2 separate regions of the Mus musculus genome follow, and region 1 is linked to region 2. The links are chromatin contacts, called in public HiChIP or PLAC-seq maps. All regions are on one chromosome and are shown on one strand. The core of a region is the stretch at or near the end of the contact, and the rest is flanking DNA. Distances in the headings are between cores, read along the strand shown. Region 1 overlaps Ecpas (Ecm29 proteasome adaptor and scaffold). Region 2 has its middle 15 kb from the start of Lpar1.

The links. HiChIP or PLAC-seq counts read pairs in DNA pulled down with a chosen protein or histone mark.
Region 1: a contact with region 2 is called in a CTCF HiChIP or PLAC-seq map of the NIH/3T3 cell line, with 8 read pairs. The contact joins two enhancer-like sites.

The regions. Positions count from the first base shown.
Region 1 is chr4:58,866,165-58,870,026 of GRCm38.p6, reverse strand. Ecpas (Ecm29 proteasome adaptor and scaffold) reads left to right here. Exons shown (of 49, transcript NM_172381.3): 7 at 473-612. Among named protein-coding and RNA genes, the nearest start is that of Ecpas, 45 kb to the left of the region's middle. Within about 2 kb of position 2,581, at least 40 of the 459 cell types and tissues checked have an H3K27ac peak or open chromatin away from gene starts, as enhancers often do. A contact at or near this core is called in the NIH/3T3 cell line, where this site is marked.
Region 2 is chr4:58,566,313-58,570,374 of GRCm38.p6, reverse strand. No RefSeq gene overlaps it. Among named protein-coding and RNA genes, the nearest start is that of Lpar1, 15 kb to the right of the region's middle. Within about 2 kb of position 1,859, at least 32 of the 459 cell types and tissues checked have an H3K27ac peak or open chromatin away from gene starts, as enhancers often do. A contact at or near this core is called in the NIH/3T3 cell line, where this site is marked.

The sequences.
Region 1 (3,862 bases), core at 1,332-3,831, 300 kb before region 2:
ACAGTAGAATAAAACTGAAATGTGAGTTGTTCAAAATGTTTCTCACAAGCATCTATCAGACACTTTGTTCGTAATGTATTGCTTCTCACCTGGAGATGTGGACAGAGATGTTAAGTCCTTATCCCTCTAGGAAGGTCGTGTGGCCTAGTAGGGAGACTCTTGTTGTTTTGTTGTCAGAGACTTGTCTTTGAAGCCTACTGTCATCATTTGTTGTGTAGTTTAATGTTTTAAGCTTTGCCTCAGTTTCTTCATCTAAAAGTGTCTGTAATTATATCTACCTCATAGATTGTGAGGGTTAAATGAAATTGTGAATAGTTAAGATAGTGTAGTGTCTGGCACATTATAAACCTAAGTAGGAGCTCTACTGTTGCATTAATCCATGGCTTATGACCGTGTTGTTATGTTAACTAGCTTTAGTGCGTGCTCTTTGTTTCCCTGACCCTTCTTTCTCCTTCCCTTCACTTATCTGCAGTGCAAATTGGGTATAGTGAAGTTCATAGAAGCTGAGCAGGTGCCTGAACTTGAAGCTGTTCTCCACCTGGTGATTGCTTCTAGTGACACACGCCATAGTGTCGCGACAGCCGCAGACCTGGAGTTGAAAAGCAAGCAGAGGTAATTACTTCCTTGTTAAGCTTTCAAAATCAAAAGGCAGAGTTCTTAAATCTTTGCAGGGTTTTATGAAATGATGTATTCAGCTTAGGAAACTAGGACACATTCTTAGTTGTAAGTTAATAAAGTTTACCAACGAGCAAAAATCTGTGTCCAAAAAAAACCTATTTGAAAATGTATTTCAAAGCTAAAATAGGTTAGGAATGCCATTATAATTAATAAAATTTTCCGCTAGGCAAATAAACTGAAAGTTAATGTTGAAAACAATAGACCCAAGAAATAATTAACTTTTGATTTTTCTCTCGTCTCAGACCAGTTAAGATCCCTTTTAATAATGAATGTGTATGTATTGTGGTTGTTATAGTAAAAACCAGGCTTATGGAAGAATTACTGAGTAAAACTTAAATCTACATTGAAAAGAGATACAAATAATAGAGGAATAATCTTTGTATGAAATAAAAATCAATGGAAAATGAGTAGTTTGTACCTATGGTTAAATACAGGTATATTGAAGTGGTAAATCCATTTAAGTTTCTGAGGAAGTACTGTATCTTATATCTTATTTGAGCAGTGAGTCATTAAATAAATAAATATATACACACACATTTATACATACACACACATATACATATACATAGTAAATCTGGGAATTCATGATCTAACCATTCAAAAGAAGAAAATATATTTAGAAATGTTATAACTTTAGTCATTATAGCATGTCTTACAGTTATTGAAAAATAAAAACCTGAATACCTCATGTCACATAACCCAGCACTTGAGAGACAGGAGCAGCAGATCTTAGTAGTTCAGTAGCTCTTGCTACACAGTGAGGTCCTGTATATATATTTAAAATGTAAATCCTGAGGTATTTGTAACTGGCTTCTTTGGGATGGTTTTGTTAGATAGCTTAGACTGCCCCAGGCTTTCTACCCTGTGTCTCTGCCTACTGCGGATTACAGGTGTGTGCTTCCGTGTCCAGAAGGTTGAATGCATGCAGGTTGTTAAAATAACATTTATAAGACAGAAATAGCGAAAATGCCATAAAACTTTATAACTGATATATGCATTTTACTTTGCTTCCTCTAAGAAGAAAGTGCAAGGAGGTATAATAAAATAAGGAAATTAATTTAATGGACCTTAGTTTGCTCTATTGCAGTGTTTGGGTAGATAATGGCAGTGGCTGAGAGTGGCTTCCACTGGGAAGCATATGAGGTGGCTTATAGCAGGGCTTCTTAAACTTTTCTAAGTGATCCTTTTGTTTGAAATCCTTTTTGTTTGAGAATTTCTTTATGTGACTATGGATATATATTTTGTGATTCTTTTTGTTTGAAATTTTTTATGTGACTGTGTATGTATGAAATAGATATGGAGAGCAAACATTTGCTGGTAATAAATCAAACTCATTTAAAACAGTTTTGCTATACATACATCTTTTCCATTTGTTTATGAGGAAATCAATTTTTTATTAATAAGATGGATAGGCTTGTTCAAATTTACACATAGAATTAAATCTTGGCTGGATATTTGATACTCTAAGGCAGAACATCTTTAACGTGCATGCTTTAGGATTTTGGTTTTATAATGGTTACTGCTAAGAACCCTTGCTTTACCTACTCAGCACAAAATGGCTGGAGGAAATTTAAGGCATCTAGAAATTATTGGAAATTCTGTCCTGATCCTATGCCAAAACTCTTGCAATGATTTTGTTTTTTAAAGTTAAACTCAAGTCAGCAACTCAGCAAGTTTTAATTAAATATTCTAACATGATACAATTCAAAGATAGACTCTTTTGATATTTGCATACTACGAATGATGGTAGGAAAAAAAGAGAAGTTTTATTTTATGTGTTTAACTCAGTTTCTATAAGAGGTGGAGTGTACAGTAGGAACAGTGACATTTACAACCTGTGCTGGTCCTTAGTAGGTTTCCGTCATGCTTGTGTAGTGTGGACTGATGCCAGATTCAGTGCACAGTCATCATGTTTGCATTCAGAGCCAAGGCTGTGGGGAAGCTGCCTGACGCACCATAAGTCAGCGCAGCCAGAAGCAAACACGGGATTCATTACAGTTGGTTTTGAGTAAAGTTTTGGTTGTCTCATGTTAGAAACTTTACTTCTCAAAATTTGTTATGACCCCATATTTAGTGATGTGTCGCCCACATAGGAGTCTTGACCCACAGTTTAAGGAGAGGGTAAATCTTAATTTTACTCATGTCTTTTATTGGTTGAATTTGAGAACCTGGCTTAACTTTGCTAGACTAGATTAAGAGAATTGAAGTATATTTTCCCCTAACATTCTTTCAAGTCTCATTTTTTTCTTTTTTCTTTTTTTTCCTTTTCCTTTTCCTTTTCCTTTTCCTTTTCCTTTTCCTTTTCCTTTTCCTTTCTCTTTTTCTTTTTCTTTTTCTTTTTCCCTTTCCCTTTTTCTTTTTCTTTTTCTTTTTCCCTTTCCCTTTCCCTTTCCCTTTCCCTTTCCCTTTCCCTTTCCCTTTCCCTTTCCCTTTCCCTTTCCCTTTCCCTTTCCCTTTCCCTTTCCCTTTCCCTTTCCCTTTCCCTTTCCCTTTCCCTTTCCCTTTCCCTTTCCCTTTCCCTTTCCCTTTCCCTTTCCCTTTCCCTTTCCCTTTCCCTTTCCCTTTCCCTTTCCCTTTCCTTTTCTGAGACAGGGTTTCTCTGTATAGCCCTGGCTGTCCTGGCACTCATGTTATAGACCAGGCTGGCCTCGAATTCAGAAATCCTCCTGCCTCTGCCTCCCGAGTGCTGGGATCAAAGGCGTGCGTTACCATGCCTGGCCTTTTTTTTTTTTTTTTTAAATAGATATTTTCTTTATTTACATTTCAAATGCTATCCTAAAGTTCCCTATACCCTCCCCCTGCCCTGCTCCCCTACCCACCCACTCCCACTTCTTGGCCCTGGTGTTCCCCTGTACTGGGGCATATAAAGTTTGTAAGACTTAAGGGCCTCTCTTCTGACTAGGCCATCTTCTGCTACAAATGCAGCTAGAGATGAACTCTGGGGGGTACTGGTTAGTGCATATTGTTGTTCCACCTATAGGGTTGCAGACACCTTCAGCTCCTTGGGTACTTTCTCGGGCTCCTCCATTGGGGGCCCTGTGTGTTTCATCCAATAGCTGACTGTTAGCATCCACTTCTGTATTTGCCAGGCACTAGTCTAGCCTCACACGAGACAGCTATATCAGGGTCCCTTCAGCAAAATCTTGCTGGCATATGCAATAGTGTCTGGGTTTGGTGGCTGATT
Region 2 (4,062 bases), core at 610-3,109:
CCTTTCTCTGTGGTAACTCCAGCTGTGTCAAGTTGACACAAAACTAGCCAGTACACCCCCTGATGCTTGGATGTCTCAGGCAATTCTCTAATGCCTCTAACTGCTCACTTGCCTGAGAAGTTCTCTGGCAGTGCCATTCTTTAAATGCTTTGCAGTTACCACACCCCTGTGTCCTTTTGCTTGAGGGCAGGCATATGTCTATGCACCTCGACCTAGTGAGACTATGGACTTCAGTGTGCTACATCACAGTACTCACAACACCCTAACTGCAACTTTGTATCTTTGGCTTTATATCCTACTTGTATGTTTGTCTGATTTTTGTGTACTTCTCTCTCATGTGCTCTACTCTAAGGGAAGCTGTCAAGACTAGAGCATCCTCAGCCAGACTGCAGGAAATCAAATCTTTATTGCTTAAATATACTAACGTGGTATTTTTCTATGATCCATGAAATACTGGCTTTATTGACCTGTGGTTAGACACCCTGGGATGTTGCCTCAGGCTTGCAGTAGACAGGTTTTGTACCACAATAATAGCAAGACCATTCATATCATCCAGGACCAAGAAACTGAGCCTGGTAGTGCCTGCTTGTAACTCTAGCGCTTGGGAGGCATTTGCTGGAGGGTGGAAGTCCAAGCTCATATTCAGCTGCACAGTTAATATGAGACCAACCTGAACTATGAGACCCTGTCTCAAAACAACACACACACACACACACACACACACACACACACACACGGGGGGGGGGGGATTGGAAAAGTAGCAGAGAACTGACTATTGCTTCTATACCCTTATAGCAAGCTAGATTTGTTGACACTTAAAGAGTTTAGTGTGCAGTGAGGGGGGTTTATAAAACCTTCTTTGGGCTAAAAATCAATGTCACCATTTGCTCCTACTTAGGTTTAGGTAAGTAATCTGACTTCCCCATGCCTTAGTTTCTCAAGATAGAAAGAACAGTACTTATCTCACAGCACTGACGTGATGTTGAGATGAGTCGATATTAATAGATATAAAATGTTTAAGATGAGTTAAGATCTAGCACGAGAGTCACGTGACTATGTAGTCATAACTTTGCTAATGATGGTTATAACCTGTGATGGTTTGTATATCCTTGGACCAGGGAGTGGCACCATCTGAAGGAGTGGCCTTGTTGGAATAGGTGTGAACTGGTTAGAATGGGTGTGTCACTGTGGGTGTGGGTATAAGATCCTCACCCTAGTTGCCTGGAAGTCAGTCTTCCACTAGCCGCCTTTGGATGAAGACATAGAACTCTCAGCTCCTCCTGTGCCATGCCTGCCTGGATACCTTGATGATAATGGACTGAACCTCTGAACCTGTAAGCCAGCCCCAATTAAATGTTGTTTTTTATAAGACTTGCCTCGGTCATGGTGTCTGTTCACAGCAGTAAAACCCTAACGAAGACATAACCTTTTCATGAACATTCGTGTGTAAGCACTCCGTGAACAATGGCAATGGAAGTACTTACTGTTCAGTAACAAGTTCCCCAAAGCAGGGAAGCATCCTGAAGCACAAAATGCATTTTCTTTTTATGAACCTTGTCTGAATTACCCACCTCTGAGTAAGAAAGTGGGAATGACATACTAATGGAAAAACAGGCTAATGTGCCTGCCCCCACCTCCCATTCGTGGGGTGGAATCATTTATGGGAACACTCTCCAACTTTCTAAATGCTGCAATCAAATCGCTGCATGGAGAAAGCTACAGAACCAAGTTCCAAACAATGAAAATATCAGTTTCTCCGTGGAGCTGGTCCAACCATCTGGCATTCATATGTCGTTCTGGGGTGGGTGATCGTACAGGCGAGTAATGACCCAACCCTACTTCTAGGCGAGTGAGTGGCTTTCGTACAGGAAGCTTTCTCTGGTCACTTGTGGCTGGTCACTGTTACCAGAAGAAGCCTCCTCCCCCCACTTCCCCTGTTGCCGATTTAAATTCAGATCTTTCTTCAAGGGCCCAAAAAAAAAAAAAAAAAAAAAAAAAAAAAGAAAAGAAAAAAGTAAAAGAAAAAGACTTAGCATGCCTCTGGGGAGTTCAAGGCACTGAGGATTCAGTATTTCATAAATAAATGTGTTCTTCAAGGCAGTTTCTAAGAAAGAAAGGGCCGACCCTGTTAGGCAGGCCAGACACAGTTTAATGACAATTGCCTCTTCTAAATGGATCTAAATTAAATATTGATAATCTTAGTTCATGATAAAATCTAGTTTTTTTTTGTTTTTTTTTTTTTTTTTGGGGGGGGACGAAAGGTTTTATTTGGCTCACATATCGAGACCACAGTCTACCATTGAGGGAAGTCAGGGCAGGAACTCAAGCAAGAGCAGAGGCAGGGACAATGGAGGAAAGCTGTCAGCTGTCTTGTTCTGGGCCATTTACTCAGCTTGCTTTCTTATCACCCAGGGTCACCTTCCTAGAAGTGGCACTGTCCACACTGGGCTGGATCTTCCCACATCAGTAGTTAATTAAGAAACAGAAATCACTATTCAAGAAAACAGACATGCCAACAGGCCAGTCTGATGGAGGTAAATCTTCAACTGCAGTTCCTTCTTCTCGTGTGACTCCAGTTTGTGTCTAGTCAATACAATATGATGAAGCAAGTGGAGTAGCCGTCATTTCTTTCTTTTTTTTTTTTTTTGTAGTTTTAAATTTATTTATGGTAATTTTTAACACTTAGTAAATACTATCTACAGTTAAACTACTTGTTCTTTTTTTTTTTCTTTCCATTTTTTATTAGGTATTTAGCTCATTTACATTTCCAATGCTATACCAAAAGTCCCCCATACCCACCCACCCCCACTCCCCTACCCGCCCACTCCCCCTTTTTGGCCCTGGCGTTCCCCTGTTCTGGGGCATATAAAGTTTGTGTGTCCAATGGGCCTCTCTTTCCAGTGATGGCCGACTAGGCCATCTTTTGATACATATGCAGCTAGAGTCAAGAGCTCCGGGGTACTGGTTGGTTCATAATGTTGATCCAACTATAGGGTTGCAGATCCCTTTAGCTCCTTGGGTACTTTCTCTAGCTCCTCCATTGGGAGCCCTGTGATCCATCCATTAGCTGACTGTGGGCATCCACTTCTAAAATCTAGTTTTGATAAACCTTGGAACACAGACAGGTACTTCTTATTTCTTTAGTATAAGCTGTGAATTTTGTTAGCATTTTATCTTTTCCCCATAGTGTGAGACTTGACATACAGTTGAAGGCGCATTTGTTCCTTTAAAATAATTACTCTAAGGAGCTGAGCTACTAAGTTAGGTATACTTACTTGGTAGATTCTAAGGAGTGCTTTAAAAATATTGGGAGCAGTGTATGACAGTGGAAGACTGTCATAAAATGCCAATAGTGTGATAGGTTTTTCTTTTTAAACCAGAAAAAGGTGAAAAGGAAGCTGGAAACCAGAAGTGATACTCGTGAGACAAGTTAAACAGAAACACAAATTAAAATATACATCAGCGAGAATAAAAAAAAAACAAAAAACCACGGAAACAGGACTAGTGATGTGGATTTTACAGTGTGCACCGTCCAGGATTTGGGTGAGGTGCTGATTTGAATGAGCGCCCCCAGGCTCATGTGTTTGAAGGCTTGGTCATCCTTAGAACTGTGAGGGAACGATTAGAAGGTGTGGCCTTGTTCAGGATGTGTGCTGCTGGGCACCGGCTTTGACCTTTCAGAAGCGCACATCAGGCCCTTTTCCCTCTGCCTGAAACGTGTGGATCAGAAATGAGTTCCCAGCTACAGCTCTAGCACCATGCCTATCTGCTTCCAGCCATGTTGATCATGGACTAACCCTCTAAAACTGTAAGAAATCCCCAACTAAGTGCTTTCTTTGAAGAGTTGTATTCATCCTGGTATCTCTTCAACCAATACAGCAGTAACAAAAACAAAAGGAAAGGGGCTGGTGAGATGGCTCAGTGGGTAAGAGCACTGACTGCTCTTCCGAAGGTCCTGAGTTCAAATCCCAACAACCACATGGTGGCTTACAACCACCCGTAATGAGACGCTCTTTCTGGTGTGTCAGAAGACAACTACAGTGTACTTATGCATAATAATAA